2 separate regions of the Mus musculus genome follow, and region 2 is linked to region 1. A link is a contact called in public Hi-C data. All regions are on one chromosome and are shown on one strand. Each heading gives the region's core, a stretch centred on a gene start, on an enhancer-like site or on the middle of the called end of the contact. The rest is flanking DNA. Distances are from core to core; before and after follow the strand shown. Region 1 has its middle 36 kb from the start of Fcrls. Region 2 overlaps Gm40085 (predicted gene, 40085).

Region 1 (3,078 bases), core at 293-2,792:
AGCTAGTCATTTGGAAAGAGGGACATTAAATTGAGAACATGCCTCCTTAAGAGAAGTCTGTAGACAAGTCTGTTGTGCATTTTTCTTAATTAGTGATTGATGTGGGAGGGCCCAGCTCCCACGTGGGTGGTGCCTTTCCTGGGCTGGTGGTCCTGGGAGCTATAAGAAAGCACACTGAGCAAGCCAAGGGAAAGCAAGCCGGTAAGCAGCATTCCTCTGTGTCTTCTACTTCCATTCCTCCATCCTGCCGTGCGTTCCTCTCTAACTTCCATTGATGAATGACTGTGATGAGGAAACATAAGCTTGCACACAGCAAGACAAAGCTAAGATAAGCACTGTCCGTGTGGTACCGATTTTGAAGTCATGAGAGATGTAATATTGAGGAAATCATGCAGGGCATCTAAGACCAGGCACTGTGTGGCAGGGTTAGGTCCTTATATAGAGAGCCGGAGAGGTCTAGTGACTGAAGCTGAGATGAGTCAGTTGCAGTCATAACTGCAGCATATTGGAGATGCCCGGGCCATCAGACATTGACTCTGCAGAGATGAGGATCTGGAATGGAGCTGGCCTAAGCCTAAGAGAGAAGAATCTCTGTGTACTTCAGACAAGGCTGAAAGAATAGCACTGCCTGAAGCCTTTGGAGCCCAGAAGATGATACTCTGCAGCCCAGGTCCAGACACAGAACTTCAGGATTTAGCATTTGCTATGAGGGATTTTGTTTCTGTTTTGGTATTATTGTATTATGCCCCTAACTCTTTTGGAAAATGTATATTTACTTTGCACCATTGTAAGTTAGAAGTATATAACTTATTTTAGATTTTTATAGGCACTTAACAATTAAGAGACTTTGGACTTTTAAAATATCTGGATTTTAAAACACTATGGGGGATTATAAGTAAACTAAATTTTACATTATGAGAAAAACTTCATACACTTGGGGCCAAGGGTTACGGCTCAGACTAATGAGTTTAGTTGAAAAGGAATAGTAATTGTTTCTCCCCCGCCCTGCTTTGTTTTGTTTTGTTTTATTGAGACAGAGTCTCTCTGTGTAGCACTGGCTGTCCTGGAATTTGCTCTGTAGGCCAGGTTGGCCTCGAACTCAGAGATCTGCTTGCCTCTGCCTCCTGAGTCCTGAGATTAAAGGTGCACACCACCCTACCACTGCTAGGCTGTTAATTTAATTATTTATACAATCTAGAGTCATCTAGGAAGAAAGTCTTTATGAAGGATTGTCTGGATTAGGATGGCCTGTGGACATGTCTATAGCAAGTTGTCTTGATTACATTAGTTAATGTTAGAAGACCCAGACTAAAGGTGGGCAGCTCCATTCCCTAGGCTTGAGTTCTCAACCATATGAGCGGATCAAGCAAGCAGAGCAGTAAGCATGCATGCATTTATTTCTCTCTGTTCTTGGCTATAGATTTAATATGACTAGCTATTTTAAGTTCCTGTCACTTTGATTCCTCTGTTATGATGAACTGTAACTTGTAACTGTGGGCAGAAATAAGCCCTTCCTTCCCTAAATTTCTTCTTTTCAGGATATACAATCACAGTTGCAGAAATGAAACTAAGACAGGAGATTTAGGTGGAGCCGTGTCCCTTGGCTGAGTATGCTAACTCCGGGGAGGAAATTCTTTTCCAGGAGGGGACTGCCTTAGGTTGCAGAGTTCAGGCTGTCTTCCTTAAATTAATCTGCATTTCCACGATTTGGTTGGTGCCTTCGGTGGGCGGGGCGTTGTCCTTGGATGCTTTCTCTCCTGTTCACTACAGTGCAGATGTGCATTAACAATTACCACCTTCTGTTTTAGCATGCACCTTGGCTACACCTTCAGAGTTGCTCAAGCTTTTTTCCTTAAAAATCAAACTTAAAAAAAGCTCCCTGCCCTACCCATTGTTCTTTGTCAACATAGACCTGGATGAGAAATAGTAACCATGTCAAAGATGGAATGTTACTCTGAATTTCTTTCACTAGGCACAAGAGTCCATTATCTTTTAAAAAGATATTTATTTTTAGATTTATGTGTATGAGTAAATTTCCCGAATGAACATGTGATCACCCTGTACTCATGTGAATATTGTACTTATATCTCTTCCTCCCTTCATCTCCTCCCTCCGAGTCTTCTCAAGTCTCCCTCCATTCGATTTAAAATCTATGGCCTCTTTTGCTTTCACCATGACACACGCACACACACACACATGCACGCACATACACACACAAATACAACCTACTGAGATCATTTAGTGTGCTTGCGTGTATGTGACTTTCGGGCTGGCCACTTGAATTGTGTAGATATTGTCTTCAGTAATAGGGCCATACCTTCCATTTGTGGAGAGCACTTTTGGTTATGATGCATAGAGTAGCAGTGCACATGTTTGAGTAAGTGTCTCTGTAGTGGTATGGAGCATCATTTGTGTCTATGTCCAAGAGTGGTGTATATGGATCTTGAGGTAGATCTATTCCCAGCTTCCTGAAGAACCACCTTCCTGAGTCCCATAGTGGGTATACAAATTGGCACTCCCACCAGCAGTGGATGAGTGTCCCCCTTACTCACATCCTCACCAGAATGGGCTGCCATCTGTTTACTTAATGCCGGTCATTCTGTCTGGTATAAGATAAAATCTCAAAGTGCTTAACTTGCAATTGCCTGATGATTAAGGATGTTGAACATTTCTTTAAGTAGTTCTCAGCCATTTGTGTTTCCTCTCCTGGGAACTCTGTTTACATCTGTACCCCAGTTTTAATTGGGTTGCTTGTTTTCTTGAGGTCTAGGTTGTTGAATTCTTTATATGTGTTAGATATTAACCTGCTATTTGATGCTTAATTGGTTAAATACTTTTCTATTCTGTATCTTACCACTTTGTCCAAATATAGTATTCTTTTCTATAAGAAGCTTTTCAGAATCACTTGGTCGCATTTGTTAATTGTTGTTAGTGCCCTTGCTATCAGGGTCATTTTCTATGTCAATGAGTTCAAGACTCTTCCCCACTTTCTCTTCTGTCAGATGCAGTGTACCTGGTCTTCCGTTGAGGTCTTTGATCCATTTGGAGTTGAGTTTTCTGCAGGGTGATACATGAGGA
Region 2 (3,078 bases), core at 369-2,868, 260 kb after region 1:
CACTAGGCTAGACCCTTGAGGAAGACATGGGAAATCTGGATATTTGGGGAAGCCTCATCTTCACAAAGATGGGATATCTTTTGAGGTTGTAGAGTTGGCCCAACAAAGAACTGGGGACAGGGGCTTTGGGTAGGTCAGATTTCAGCAGAAACCTAGAGCTTGGCTGTGGTATAGATTGTTTAGTCAGAGTAGGCCAAGGCACAGAATGTGAGACCCAGGCTAGAGCCTGGAGGAGGACATGGAAAGTCTGGGTGCCTAATGGGGTAGTGTGGAAAAGACTTATAGTGGATCTATTCAGTTTCAGGTAGCACAAATTTTGATAGAAGCCTAGATGTTAGCTACAGTGCAAGCAAGAGTCTCTAGTCTTCCATTTTCTTTTTTTTTTTCCAAGCCCAATGCCCTGAAGACAACATTGTATGTAACTATAGTTCAAGACCAGAGGCTGGCTCCTGTTCAATGTACCAGGTTAAGCCACTTACCAAAGAAAGCAAAGAAAAGTAAGATGAGAGGCAAGAAAATATTTTATCAAAACAGTTGTTTAGAGAGGCACAAAACACTGGAGCCCACCTTCATGGTCCTGGCATGAGTTTTAACATTAAATAGAGGAAGAATTGAGGCAGTGATGAGAAGCACATATAAGTAAGCCATCTTGGTCCAAGAGTGTTCCAGTTACTCATTCTCTACAGTCTGATTCAGCCATGTGGCCCAAAGAAGTCCTTCTTGCTAAGGGAGCAGTCTTGTTCCCCATGAGATGATTGCTCCTACTTAGGCTATCTCATGATGGAATGATTTGTTTGTAGGTTCTGATGTGTCTGGAATACAAGATGAACACAGATTTAGAATCTTGATGAGGGTGTGGCAGCATTCTTTGATTACACACATCTTTGTTTCTTTAGCCTTGAAGAGAACTGAGAGTATTATCATTTTTGAGACAGTTTTAAGCCTGCCTTCTGACTGGTGATTCTCCAGCCTCAGCCTCCCATGTCTAGAATTATAGCAATGCATCACACGGCTGCTCAGACAGATGTTCCTTCGGTAATTAGCATGCCCAAGTTAACTGTCCAGTTAAGCATAAAGTTTGAAGGAACGGGGTCGGGGGTGGGGAACAATAAAAACTGAAGTCCCAAAAGCTAGACTTTCACTCAGCTCTGAGTCACCTTACAGGCCCCAGAGAGGAGTTGGTGCTTTTCATTAAGAGCAATGTCTAAGAGCCTGTTATAGATTCCCTTTAATATATTTCACCTGCTAAAGAGCATCCAGAAATGGAATGGTCTCCATTCTGTCACAAAAGCTCCCTATTTTAAATGACGCTGAAGAGCTCACTGATCATTCCACAGCCCTATTTCACAAATGTGCTCTATCCAGTCCACTAAGCTGCATGAAACTCACTGGATGTTCATTGCTGGCTGGGGTTCTTTGTAATACGAGTCAAAGCCTTCCTACCATTCAGCTCATTAGCTCTTACTATTTTGTTTCTTTTCTTTTTGAAAACTTCATACAAGAATACATTCTTGTGTGTTGAGCATTCATTCCCCCACCCCCACCCTCTGACTCAGTGCTTCTTTCTCACCAGTCCCCTGATAGTTTCATTTCTCCTTTCACAACACACACACAGACACACACATACACACAATGTGGTTCAGTGACAGAATGCTAAACGAAACCAACCACATCATATTTGCATAGGATCTTTTAGTTCTAGAAACTGTTTGTTCTTTTATAAAGAGGGTTTTCATTGAGTTTCCTGAATCTGAAGGCTGAGAGTCTTTTCACTGGGAGCTGGAAACTCCTCACATACAAGAGTCACATTTGTTCCTTTGAGCCTGTGTCTTACTCCACAATACATACTCTCCTGAAGGTGGTCACCTCCTCTGGTTTTTAGGGTTTGCTAAGAACCATTATGAAATAATTCCCAGTGTGTTAACATTTCTTCTAGGCTCTGCCCCACAGTTACCAGGCAACAGCCAGGTATGTCTGACTCATTATAAAAGGGGCTACTTGCCCCCTCCTCACTCTCTTGCTCTCTTACTCTCTTGCTCTCTAACCCTCTTCCCTCTCTGTCCCTTCTCTCCCCATTCCCCTCCCCCATCTCTCCACATGTTTATGGCTGGCTTCTTCTCTTCTACTCCTCTATTCTCTCTCCCTCTCTCTCTCTCTCTCTCTCTCTCTCTCTCTCTCTCTCTCTCTCTCTCTCTCTCCCTCCCTCCCTCCAACCCTCCCTCCCTCCCTTCTCAACTCTCAACTCTCTCTCAACTCCCCTCCCCATGCCCTAAAATAAACTCTACTCTATACTATATCCATCGTGTGACTGGTCTCTCAGGGGGACGGGATGCCTCAGCATGGGCCCACAGAGGCACCCCCTTCCCAGCACCATACTGTGCCTCTACCAAACATATCCCTGACTTCTTTTTCTTTTCTTTTTTTTTTTTTTTTTTTTTTTTAATGAAACACAACACCCAGGGCCAGGCAGCGTGTCAGAGAGGAGGAAGAATCAATACCCAGGAATGATAAGGAGGTTTTCTGCACACTGTTACTCTCATCCAACTTTTTCATATTTTATAGGAGAACAGGTGATAAAATGTCATGCATAGATTTAAGACATACCCAGGCCCTGAAAAGGCTTCTGCTTAGTGGCAATGAACCTGGAAAGGAGCCCCTGAGCCAGAAGAGAAGTGTACACCAACAACTCTCCTTGCTCACTGGAGAAGCCCAGGCCAGTGCAGCCCTCTCCAGCTCAGACTCCAGAGTCTAGCTGACCCCTCTTTCACAGCACAGCTTCAAGACAGTGTTACCTCCTGTGTTTCAGGCATGGATACCACAGTGTGAAATCCTCACTTCTCTGCTCCAGGTCTGACATCTGTTTCCATCCCTTTCCCCTTCAGCCTCAGTCTTTCCCTCTTGAGAAGACATAGGGCCTCACCCCTTTTGTAGCCTAGAGTGCCTGAGCTTGGATCCTCAGCCTCCTCTTCACTGTAAGCTAGTTGCCTCTCTCCCTTCATCCTGATTTTGTAAATGTTAACAAATATTAAATGCTCTGAAGAAAGGCTAGAGAGATGGCTCAGTGGTTAAGGGCACTGA

Evidence for each region. A called contact is a pair of places that touch in the nucleus more often than the background predicts.
Region 2: a Hi-C map of bone marrow-derived macrophages shows a contact between it and region 1, with 24 read pairs. The contact joins two enhancer-like sites. A contact is called at or near these places in 2 of 15 datasets of contacts at CTCF or cohesin (the NIH/3T3 cell line and large pre-B cells), 7 of 484 Hi-C or Micro-C datasets (the 63-12 cell line, Th17 cells, bone marrow-derived macrophages and 4 more) and 1 of 115 datasets of contacts at active chromatin or transcription factors (bone marrow-derived macrophages).

The regions. Positions count from the first base shown.
Region 1 is chr3:87,225,494-87,228,571 of GRCm38.p6, forward strand. No RefSeq gene overlaps it. Among named protein-coding and RNA genes, the nearest start is that of Fcrls, 36 kb to the right of the region's middle. Within about 2 kb of position 1,543, at least 1 of the 459 cell types and tissues checked has an H3K27ac peak or open chromatin away from gene starts, as enhancers often do. A contact at or near this core is called in bone marrow-derived macrophages, where this site is marked.
Region 2 is chr3:87,486,518-87,489,595 of GRCm38.p6, forward strand. It overlaps Gm40085 (predicted gene, 40085), which reads right to left. Exons shown (of 2, transcript NR_168327.1): 2 at 504-812. It also overlaps a transcript of Fcrl5 not described here. Among named protein-coding and RNA genes, the nearest start is that of Gm40085, 25 kb to the right of the region's middle. Within about 2 kb of position 1,619, at least 54 of the 459 cell types and tissues checked have an H3K27ac peak or open chromatin away from gene starts, as enhancers often do. A contact at or near this core is called in bone marrow-derived macrophages, where this site is marked.